Regions from separate parts of the Hordeum vulgare genome. Here region 1 is linked to region 2. Evidence: chromatin contacts called from public HiChIP or PLAC-seq data. All regions are on one chromosome and are shown on one strand. The core of a region is the stretch at or near the end of the contact, and the rest is flanking DNA. Distances in the headings are between cores, read along the strand shown.

Evidence for each region. HiChIP or PLAC-seq counts read pairs in DNA pulled down with a chosen protein or histone mark.
Region 1: a contact with region 2 is called in an H3K4me3 HiChIP or PLAC-seq map of embryo, with 4 times the contacts expected there. The contact joins the promoter of LOC123402736 here to the promoter of LOC123403741 in region 2. A contact is called at or near these places in 1 of 6 Hi-C or Micro-C datasets (seedling) and 1 of 1 datasets of contacts at active chromatin or transcription factors (embryo).

What each region holds. Positions count from the first base shown.
Region 1 is chr6H:502,287,800-502,294,218 of MorexV3_pseudomolecules_assembly, reverse strand. LOC123402736 (ATP synthase delta chain, chloroplastic-like) reads left to right here and starts at 1,843. Exons shown (of 2, transcript XM_045096688.1): 1 at 1,843-2,683; 2 at 3,240-3,500. The coding sequence starts at 1,927. The coding sequence ends at 2,676. TRNAW-CCA (a tRNA gene) reads left to right here and starts at 4,208; the gene lies at 4,208-4,279.
Region 2 is chr6H:502,102,811-502,108,470 of MorexV3_pseudomolecules_assembly, reverse strand. LOC123403741 (alpha-galactosidase mel1-like) reads right to left here and starts at 3,857. Exons shown (of 14, transcript XM_045097654.1): 1 at 3,741-3,857; 2 at 3,456-3,618; 3 at 3,100-3,357; 4 at 2,702-2,876; 5 at 2,515-2,576; 6 at 2,239-2,402; 7 at 1,860-1,957; 8 at 1,696-1,754; 9 at 1,467-1,601; 10 at 1,161-1,381; 11 at 910-1,069; 12 at 604-685; 13 at 480-527; 14 at 43-383. The coding sequence starts at 3,805. The coding sequence ends at 166. LOC123403742 (a long non-coding RNA gene) reads left to right here and starts at 290. Exons shown (of 2, transcript XR_006611545.1): 1 at 290-469; 2 at 932-1,218.

The DNA of each region.
Region 1 (6,419 bases), core at 594-3,093, 190 kb before region 2:
AAACATATGTGGCAGCATATATGGAGGAAAAATGTTACTCATCACACAAGACGCTCCTCGGACAATTGTCTTGTGGCAGGAGTGACTTTCTGGACAGCAACAAACATCAAAAAAAGAGACACCGGATTTTTACGTAGAAAACCCCTCAGCTTGAGGGGGAAAACCATGGGCCGAAGCCACCCAAATCCTCTTCCACTATTATCAAATGTGGGATACACCAAGTTTCTTCTCTAGATAGCACTCGATGATCTCATACATCAAGATCACTGAATCTTGAATGAACACAACATGATTTGGGGTTCAGGAGCTAGGGATTGGAACAATCTCACCAAAGATGGTGGAACCGCACCTTGAAGGAGACAAGATAGTGGATCTGAATCATCACAACCTTGGGGAGGAGCTCCCTTTGCTTCTTCCTTCAATCTTTCTCGTCTTCCCTTTCTCACTTGGTTTCTCTATTCTTCTCCAATGGAGGTTGAACTGATTTTTGTCATCCTTGATGGTGGCTGCTGGATGGAGGGTAAAGCATCCCCATCCACTCACATGCAAAGACCAAAATGATCCTAGGTCATAACCCTAATGGATAGTGGGCTTCTGCACCTCTTTTGAGCTGCTTAAAAGGCCTCAAACGATCATCTGCTTACAACCCACATAAGTAGGATCTCCCAAGAGATTGCAACCTGAACAAAAAGAAAAGAAAAAGGCCTTATGTTTCTTCTGGACGGTGATGTAAACAAGACTTGGTGGTTTCATTTTAGTGAAACCCCTTCACCGTTCTTTTATAAAAGCAACACAGAAAATATATAATGATCCATAGGACCAAATAGTGCTGGCGCAATCTTCTCATTTTAGATCATACGGTTATTTGTGCTGCTTTGTTCAGCCCAGGACTGAGTTGCCTCCTCCTATATCCTGCACAGATTCCTAGCAAGTGAACAGCAAACTAGCTGCACATCAGGTTTAAGTGCAACATATTTTATTGCTTTAAAAAAATAGTGTACCAAAATAAATCACATATAATGTACTCCCTCCGTTCCTAAATATAAGTCTTTAAAGAGGTTTCATTAGTGAACTACATACGGATGTATATAGACATACTTTAGAGTGTAGATTCACTCATTTTGCTCCGTATGTAGACCCCTAATGAAATATCTTAAAAGACTTATATTTAGGAACGGAGGGAGTATGTGTGTAGGATTGCGCTCTGGAAAAAAAGGAAAGGAAGAAAAGGCTGTTGGGGCTTCATGTTTCTGCTAGACTTTGATGTAAAATGACTTGGTGGTTTCATTTCAATGTAACGGAACTGGGGAGCTCCCTACCTTTTTTTGTGTGTTTGAGAGAGAGAAGCTCCCTCCTTTGTTCTTCCTATAAACCAAGAAGAACAAATATACGATGATCCACAACACCAGATAGCGTTGCTGCAATTTTCTCATTTTAGATCACAATTATTTGTGTTGTTTGCTCAGCCCGTGACTGAATTTCGTCCTTCTATATTTTGCGCAAATTTCCGCAAAGCCGGGATTTCTTCAGGCAAGTCCATGGTCCAATTTGTTTGAATTTTCCTTTTCGAAACCTATGAATACACATCTGAATTATTCGAATAAACAGGTGACTGAAAACCCCGCTGTCTGAAGCCTGATGATCTCCAGGTGCCGCCTCTATCCTGTCATCGTTGCACACGGTCATCCATTTCTTATCCACCTCATCCCACCGCAGGCCACACATCTCCGGCCACGCGGGACGCCGACGGCCCCCCTCCGCCGTCCGATCTCGCAGCCACCGGATCCCGCCCGTCCATTCCCCACCCAAACCCCTCTCCCTCTCTCCTCTTCCCACCAGAGAGCAGACCAAACTACCAAAGGCAGCCAAGCCAGCTCCGCACCACTCCCCACCCCACGCTCCACGACGCGCGCGCGCGAGCGAGCCATGGCCGCCCTCCGCCTCGCCTCCTCCGTCACGCTCTGCCCCGCGGCCGCGGCCGCGTCGCCCTCGTCCGCCGCCGCGCCCCGCGCCGCCTCCTTCGCCTGCGCGGTCGCGCGCGGGCTCCCGTCCCTCCGCCTGGCCGCGCCCCGCCGCCGCCGCGGCGACCTCGGCAGGCCCAGGGCCGCCGGCGCCGAGGCCGCGGCCGAGAACTACGCGACCGCGCTCACGGAGGTGGCCGCCGAGAGCGACCTCCTCGACGCGACCGTCGCGGACATGGAGAAGCTGGAGAAGATCTTCGCCGAGGAGGCCATCGCCGAGTTCTTCGACAACCCCACCGTGCCGCGCGAGGAGAAGACGGCGCTCATCGACGAGATCGCCAAGTCGTCGGAGCTGCAGCCGCACACCGTCAACTTCCTCAACGTCGTCATCGACAACACCCGCGCGGGCCTGATGCCGCAGATCGTGCGCGAGTTCGAGACCGCCTACAACGCGCTCACCGGCACCGAGGAGGCCGTCGTCACCTCCGTCGTGCAGCTCGAGTCGCAGGACCTCGCGCAGATCGCCACGCACGTGCAGAACATCACCGGCGCCGCCAACGTCCGGATCAAGACCCGCCTCGACCCGGAGCTCATCGCCGGATTCACCGTGCAGTACGGCCGCGACAGCTCCAACTTCATCGACATGAGCGTCCGCAAGCAGATCGCGGAGATCACCTCCGAGTTGGAGATGCCCTCCGTTAACCTCGAAGTCTGATGCTTAGGTCCTCTTTTTTCTGCCGTCTCTATACATCTTCTTCTGTATCATTATTATCCGGTGAAATGTTAAAATACATAACTTGGTTCCAGCATCTGTAGTTGTGTCAACTCCTTTTGAATTTCACAGGAGAAATTTCTGTACTGTGTGCTGTGCACAAGAGGGAAACCAACCTGCAAATCAGATTGGAACTACTACAACCAAAGGGGAAACGGAGACACAATTTTTTGTTAGATTGTTGTCAGTAGAGTCAAAAGGTCCATGTACACATATGCACTGCATAACCTCGACAACAAGTGTTTGTTTATACGGAGTACATTGTAACTTGGAGAGCGTTATCTCTTTACAATTCAGATAAATTCAGTCCACATCAACACCAATGTCACTAGTTTGAGCGTTTGCAGCTGCAAACGTTTGCTGCATTAGGAATGTGCATTCGTAGAAGAATGTTCTTAAGCCTGAAGTTCCAGTCTTTCAGTTTAAATTAGGTGAACTGCCGGCTTATCTTTTGAGAACTATCCATTTAACATTTTAACCTGTGATGGTTTTCCATTCTTTTGCAGTAATTGCTGTCACAAGGATTTGCAACACCCGATAAGAGCGTTGATCTTCTTCAGACCTGGAGATGTGACGGAGGGAGGAGGGCATTCTTTTCTGCAAAAAATAGTAATGACATAAATCATTTTTTTGGCAGGAGCCAGCCATTGTAATTTCTTTTTTGCCTTTGTGCTGTTGAGATCTTGTAATAACAATATGCCCCAAAATACTCAACTATAGCAGAGTTCGCTCCTCCAAGTTCAGGCAATGAAGTTTAACAACATGTATAGCTATGTATCCGCCGATGAAGTTGTTTGTAGACGTGTATAGGATCCGGCATTGCTATCAAGTGGCAGCCAAGATCATGTTGCGTTCTGTATTTCCGTTTCATCGTGTTCATCCATGGCTTACACTCAAAAAGGCGTCAGGTGTAGCTGTTCAGTTGTTTTGCTTCTGCTGCTCCTACAAGTACGCAGTTCTGTGTCTTTGCCACTCTGCTGTGTAATTGTTCTGAAGTCCCATCCCCAATCAGTATTGTGTCTTCCTGCATTGCTTTAGTCATGGCCACACCCTTCAAAGGAGTTCTGTGAATTGTATTCATGCACTTATCTACTCCCTCCGTTCCAAAATAATTGAGTTCTAGGTTTCTCTTAAGTCAAACTTGTTTAAGTTTGACCTGCTTCTACAGAAAAATGCGGTAAGATCAACGGTCTTATAAAAGTTTACAGAGAGGAGTATTTCATAAATAATCTTATGAGACTAATTTAGTGCTCTAGATATTAATATGTTTTTCTATAGACGTGATCAAGGCGGTCATCATCATAAGTAAGGCATGTGGCTTCTCGGACATCTGGGAGATGTTTAAGCCCACTATATGACAAGACGTTGGCTCCTTAACCATGTGCGAAACCTGCAAAGGATATGCAAAAATAACACGTCCAGGCTGAGTGTAATTAGCATGATATATAGCTTAATTAATGACCATCAGCACACCGGATCCGTGGCGCAATGGTAGCGCGTCTGACTCCAGATCAGAAGGTTGCGTGTTCGATTCACGTCGGGTTCAATACCCCCGATTCTAAACTGGTTCCTTTTTGGAAAAAGTCCAAAAAAAACCTTGAACTGGTAGACGATGATGAGATCGAACCCTGAAGTGGTAATCCCGGAGGGCAGTCAGTGAGGGAGAGCACGGTGACGGCGGCGTGCGATGTCTTGGTCTTCGTGGGCATCTTCTGCTCCGGGATTCCGTCGAGCAAGTGGACGGAGGGGCATGGAGTCGAGGTCCCCTGTGCCCTACAGGGAGGACGCAATGGCTTACGAGCCGGAGAAGAAGTGCCGCTGCAATCCTCCCCGGAAGGCCCCCCGATGGATCTCGTGGAGCAAGCACAATCCCGGGAGGAGATACTATGCCTGCGTGGATGCCATGGTAAGCTTACGAGCCGGAGAAGAAGTGTCGCTGCAATCCTCCCCGGAAGGCCCCCCGATGGATCTCGTGGAGCAAGCACAATCCCGGGAGGAGATACTATGCCTGCGTGGATGCCATGGTAAGCTTACGAGCCGGAGAAGAAGTGCCGCTGCAATCCTCCCTGGAAGGCCCCCCGATAGATCTCGTGGAGCAAGCACAATCCCGGGAGGAGATACTATGCCTGCGTGGATGCCATGGTAAGTTGTTGCTGTTCATGTCTGTTCTTCCTCTGCTCCTATCCGTTTCTAATTGCTGTGATTGATTTTGTTTGAATGGATAGCATGGTGGGTGTGGCTATGTTGAATGGCATGATCCGGAGCTTCCAAAAAAATTTAGTGATCTCATTGGAAATTTGAAGGATGAGGTTTGGAGGCTCAGGGGAATAGGTTCTGCTGCTGGAGTTGATGATGAATGTCCAATGCTGGGTGTTGTACATGAAGAAGCAAAATCAAATGCAATTGAGGCAGTGCAAGTTCAGTTGAAGGAGAAGGATGCAGAAATTGAAGCTCTGCAACTTCAGTTGAAGGAAAAGGATGCAGAAATTGAAGCTCTGAAGGGAAAATATATGAATGTTGTGATGGTTTGCATTGTGTTTGTGTTAGGTCTAGTTCTAGGTAAAATGGCAGTGTAGTGAAGTGATGTTCAGTGATGTGAGTTTGAGTGTGATGTGTATGAACATGTATGCACTGGGTTATGTAAGGAATTATTGTCAGTTTCAATTCTATCAAGTGCATTATGCTATCACTTTCAGTCCTATGAATTTGCTATCACTTTCAGTCCTATGAATTATTGTCAGCTGCAACATTTCTGGCACAACATTTCTGGCTAAATATTTCTGGCACATCAGACTAAACATTTCTGGCACATCAGACTAAACATTTCTGGCAAACATAGCATATATATGTCTGATAAATGTTTTACCAGCAAACATAGCAAATATATGTCTGATAAATATTTCTACCAGCTGCAACATCAGATAAATGTTTGCAAACATTCCAAAAGCTGCTTCACTACCAGGTTTGCAACATTACATAACACTTGCTTCAAAGAAGATTACACATTGCCACTGCAATCGAAGTACTTATAGCTAGGAAGAGATGATGCAGGAACTCTCTTTCTCTTCTTTGTTGCACCAGAAGTAGATGTTCCAGCATGTGCATCTGAAGAGGTCTTTCTTGGAGGCTTAAATGTAGAAGATCTTGGTCCCCTTCCTGTAGGTGCAGCAGCAGTTCTAGCTTGGGCACTTGGTGCATTTCCTGTAGGTGCAGCAACAGTTCTAGCTTGGGTACTTGGTCCACTTCCTGCAGGTGCAGCAGCAGTTCTAGCTTGGGCACTTGGTCCACTTCCTGTAGGTGCAACAGCAGTTCTAGCTTGGGCACTTGGTCCACTATGTGCTGGTGCATTAGATGATTGCCCATGTACCTAAAATATACAGGACACATATACAGCAAGTTACAACAAGTTAAATATACAGGACACATATACAGCAAGTTACAGCAAGTTAAATTCAAACTAAATTACCTCTGATGCCTTGTTCTTTTTGGTAGTCTTAAGAAGGTGAGCATTCTTCTTGTTGGCTCTCTCTGGGTTCTTTTTGCAGCCTCCTTTATTGTGCCCAGCTGTGTGACAGAGTGAGCAAGTAATTACAGTGCCATGCTTGCTCATTTTGTTTGTAGGCTTAGGTTTCTCATTGTCTTCCCTCTTCCTAGCATTTTTCTTTGGCCTACCTGTCATCCTCACA
Region 2 (5,660 bases), core at 2,608-5,107:
TACATTTGTCAACACATACACTGCACACACACATTGCTAGTATTGATTAAAATGCTTACTTTATTAGAAGTATGTTGTACAAAGGATTGCCAACAACTAGATAAATTACACCCAAACGTCCTATGCTTCCAAGTTCCAAGATGAACTGCCAACATTAGGGAGACTTCAACACTGGATTTCAAACAACATGGAGCCATGTGAGCTCACCACCGCTGAGATGTCCCCCTTCATGAGACTCCGGCTCTTTCCACTCAAGACTTCAGTGCAGGTGCACAGGTGTTTCCTTGCCAACTTTCTCCCTGCAACCTTCTCTAGATCCGGCACCCTTACAGCGATCTTCCTGCTCGCAGTGTCAAGGTTGAAGAAGGCCACGTAGATCTCTCCTGCTCCATGGAAGACGAAGAATCAGCACAAAGAAAAGGGATGCTTATTCGCCATGTGTGCATTGGCAAAGAAGCATGCTGCTTAGGTAAAATTACCTTTGTCTCCAGTTGCTGTCCATGCTCGTGCTCCAGTAGTTTCACTCTCTGTTGCATCAAACAAGAGTCCTACTTAGGTAAAAATAGCAATTAATTTGCGGTGACTCTATGGAGTAACTTATACCTCCTTCCTTGCTGGAGTGCACTGTAGCACACAATCCTGAGTAGCTGCTTACAAGGTGTCCATTCTCCGTTAGCTCCCAGACCTGCAGTTCTCGGTTTTTATTGGCAAAATATGAGCAATCGCGGCATAAATTCACTACCAAAGTTAATGAATAACAGCCCATTTTCTGGCTGTTGTGCCAGGTGGTAAATAGCTAAGCGAATCAAGCAACTTCATGATAAAGCTCCAAGAAACACTGGAAATCAGCCTCAGCCTATATGGATCCCGTTTCTTTTACTAGGATACCAATGTGTGTGCTTCATTTACCTGCTTCGAATGCCGTTCGCAGGTCGAGAACATGGGAGTCCGACTCGCTGAGCTTGTTCGCCATGGACTGGCAGATGCATCCAAGCAACCATCATCGGTGTCCATACCCGCCAGATGAAACTTCGCTTGGTCTTCCTCATTCCTCATGGTGACTCCATCCCTGGATAACATTAATATGTGTGGATCATACGTACAAGTGAAAATTTGAGTACTGCTTCCTTTCATGAATTGTTTCGTCGCATGGCACTTACACAGTTTGACGAAGTTTTGCTTTAGATATGCAAAATGAGGCATTGCGATTCTGGATTCCATAGCTTCTGCAAATTTGATCATTTGAGGAACTGTACCATCCGCTGGCTCTCTTGTCGCTGCAGGTACTGAGACCAAGAACAGTCCCACCATTGTTTGCCAGGTCCGAGCGTCCAGATTGTTCATTGGGTTCTGAAGTCCTTTCGCTGTGAATATCACCAAACTGTAAATACATACACAAGTTAGCTCGCCATGTTCAATATATGCTGCAGCAGGAATCTCCAGGCTCGGATTAAAATTTACTTTACCTCCATGTTGTTTTTAGTGTGGTGATTGATCTTCAGTAGAGTAGGGTGGGTGATCAGATTGAATGTTTCATCGTCGAGATGCCTCAAGTCCCCTCCATACATGAGGGGAGATTTGACCATCGACCAAAGTACCATCTGCAAGGTCATGCCAGTTTGCAAGAAATGTGGTAAGACTTTGGGCTGCAGCTTGAGAAACAGACAATGAAGTTTCTTCAAGTGCAATGCAAACCTGTGTTAATTGTTCGTCAAATGTAAGGTTGGTGCTTCTGTGAGGGCCCTGGTTAACACCTGTATGACAGAAAGATCAAGCATTTTCCAGTGATTGATTAGTCTGAGCCGCGCATTACAACAACAAAACAATGTCACAAAGGTTTATATGGTGCGAATGATCACCTGCATCAGTAAGCCTGCCGAATGGAAGCATGTCCAAGTCAGGCCAAGACCTTCCTCGCAGTGCGGTGGCGCCGATCTTATTCGCATCGGCGAATGATCTGGATATCATCATATATATGCAGGCGAAGAAGTTACAATAAGCTCACTGATTTTTTACTAGAGATTACAAGTAACAGCTACCAGATGCATATCATCATATCTACTCCCTCCGTTCTTAAATATAAGTCTTTCTAGAGGTTTCACTAATGGACTACATACAGATGTATATAGAGTATATATTAATTCATTTTGTTTCGTATGTAGACACCTAATGAAATATCTTAAAAGACTTATATTTAGGTACGGAGGGAGTATGACTTATCTGATGCTTACTGCCTACCTGGCGACGTCGAAATGCGGGCGAACATCTTTCCAGTTGTCCCAGTCGTCCCCCGTTATCCTGTACATGTCAACGTGCTGGCTGATGTTCTCGGCTAGTGCCGGAGTGGCTTCTGTTCCGGGGGAGATGGACAGGATGACCGGCCGCTCGAGCTCTTTCAGGGTCTGCAGTTAACGAAACACAATGTGTTCATACGCATGGACTGATTTCAACAGGCCACCACTCACCACCGATTGTGATCCCAGAATGGGTGTAGCGGCTACATTGCATGCGTACCTCTGAGACAGCCACGATCTCCTTGGGGCTGTAGTCCGTGCCGAAGATGCAATCTACCTTCACTGCAAACGGCAACAGTTTGGTGCATCATGTTAGCAACAGTTTCTTCCTGAAATTCAGAATAATGTAGTAACTGGAAAATGCTATGGAGTTTTGGAGCTGGACCCGGAGTTGGCATGCAGCTTACCGAAATCGACGCCCCAATCGGCGTATTGCTGGTAAAGAGACCTCAGGAAGGCTCGTCCGGCCCCCACGTCGGTGTTCACGCTCATGAACCCGTTGGACATCCACGCGCAGGTCCTGTGGGTGATGCCTATGTCGCGCGCCGTCCATTGCCGGCCGTCCTCCACGTATGCTTTTCCCTGAGTAAAATCATGTTCTCTCTTATGTTGTCTACTGGGTCCTCAAATATGCGCTAGCTCTCTGGGAGGAGATTCACAACAGGATTTTTCTTTTCTTACGGCCTAAGCGTATTAACTGCCAAGTAAGTGGATTTTGACGATGAAAACGGAGATCGGTTATTATTCCATTCTAAAAACGAAAAGAAAAGAGAAAAAAGGTCCAAGATTGAGGAGAGTAGTATACGGTGTGGACGTCGAGGACGGGGGTGCTGGCGTTGACGGCCTGGGTGCTGATCCCGTTCATGAGGTGGATGCCGAACTTGAGGCCCATGGCGTGGACCCTGTCGGCGATGTGCTTGAACCCCTTGCCGCCGGCGGAGGACGGGAACCTCTCGGGGTCCGGGAACGGGCGGCCCCACTGGTCGACGCTGTCGAAGCCGTACGAGTCCTTCCCCGACCCGTTGACGTTCTTCCGGTACCACAGGAAGTCGATCACCGCGTACTGCACGCATGCATATACACATATATATAGAGTGAGAGAGTGTGAGGGGAACGCATGATGATCCAAACCATGAGCTATACGTATATGAACCAACCGACCTGGTATCCGTGCGGGAGCAGCTTGTCGGCCATGATCTGCGCGTTGTGGAGGAAGGCGGCCTCATCGATGGTCCAGGAGAAGGAGTCGTACGAGTTCCACCCCCTCGGCGGCAGCATGGTGAGCTGCTGCCGGCGGCCGTCTCCGGCCGCATCGCAAGAGCCCCTGAAAGCATGTAACATGATCGCAATCAAGAATGGATACAGATTCAGATAAGAAAAATGTTTGAGACAGACAGATGATTAGCTGCTGCGTTGCAACATCATGCGTCGAGGGGGAGGACGGACCAGGTAAGAAGGGACGCGAGGAGGACGATGACGCAGAGGACGCGAGGAGAGGCTCCCATGGCCATGGAGATGATCGAGGTGTTGGTGGTGGGTGTGGCTGACGAGGGAGGGTTGGGAGCTCAATATATAGGCGGGCGGGGGCGATTGGAGTGGGACTGTGGACTGTGGAGTGTGGAGTGGAGATCGGGTCACACCTACGCACGTGTGGAGATCGGGTCACACCTTGCACGGGATAAGAAGCAAGAACCCGGTGTGCGCGCTCGTTTCGGCTGGATAGGGGATACGGCCGGTGGCATGGTGGTCCTGGGTTGGTTGGGTGTACCGTGTACCCTAGCGTTGCGCTGTCGAAACTCCATGGTTTCCGTTCTCCCTGGTTATCTGGATTTTATCCATGCGATCATCCAGCCGCGGGCCACATGTAGATTGTAGAGTCCATGTGTCAGTCGCGGGAGGCCCGGAAGCACATCAGCGCACCTGCCGGAGGGGTCCCCATGAGTCGGTGCCGTTCCCGGCGGGCGAGCTGGACAACCACATCATGTAATCATGCGGTGGCGGCGACGGCCCAAGTTGTGACAACGCCGGCGCTCGGTCAGCGCTTCTCCAACAACAGCCTAAAAAGCGCTCTGCGTGCCAAACTATTCGTTTTTTGTGCGTCGGACAACTACAACATGCTGTAAAATTGTTGAAGAAATTTGGCACGCACGAAAAAACGCTATCATGCAACATATTTGGGGTGTGGGCTTTTGCGCGCTTCAAAATTTACACTAACGCGAAACTTTTATGCAACTGTTGGAGATGCTCTGAGATACGATGCTAGGGACCGGTTGGGTCTCCACGCATCTTGGGCTCAATGGAGGGCTGCGAGGTAGGCCCATTTGATGGAGGAGCATCGCCATACAAATATACTACTCCCTCCATTGTCTCAAAAAAAGAACTCTCCCTCCCTTCCTAAATATTAGTTTTTGAAAGATTTCACTAACGGAATACATACAAATGTATATAGACACACTCTAGAGTATAGATTCACTCATTTTACTTCATATGTAGTTCCTAACGAAATCTCTAAAAAATATATATTTAGGAATGGAGGGAGTATATCACTAAACTCCCTAGGAGTTATCTAATTCTCAACAATATCACCAAGTCGTCGTCCCCTCATGTTAGGGTTTCTCCTTCCTCTCGGCGACTTTCAGCCGTCGTAGAGATCCACCCGTCCCCTCGCCAGCCCCCGCCTAGGTTCGTCGTCGGACTATTTCTGGTGACGCCTGGGGTGAGTCCTAGGCCTGTTAGGGTTTATCCACCCGGTGATCTGCTGTTTCGTCAGGCTAGGGTTTCTAGCGATGTCGAACTCAACCTCTGGTTCGGGATCAGGTGTGAAGTATGTTGATGAGATGATGCAGAATCTACGCATCACGGAGGATGATGTCGATGATGTGATTTTTGAAGAGGAACAGACTGTGCGGCCATCTACAAGGTGGATGGCCATAGCTAGGGTTCATACCCCGAAAAGCTACAACAAGTACTGGTTTTTTCACAACATGAGAGTTGCATGGGATTAGGCACAAGAGGTAGCAATCTGTCCGCTCGAGGAAAACCTATACACACTCCAGTTTTCTTGCCTGGGAGATTGGGAGCGCGTCATGGATGAAGGTCCATGGACTTTCAAGGGGAGTGCGGTGGTGCTAGCTGAGTATGATGGGTTTACAAAGCCATCCAAGATCAATCTGGACATGATGGTTATCTAGATCCAAATTCATGACCTACCTGACGGCTATTACCCCATGATCAAATCTCTTGCTGGTAAGGTGGGTGAGTACATCTATGCTGATCCGAGGTCACATGATTTTGAAGGCAACTTCTACCGTGTAAGGGTGAAAATCAACGTCTAGAAGCCCCTAAAGAATGCAATCTCGGTGGTAA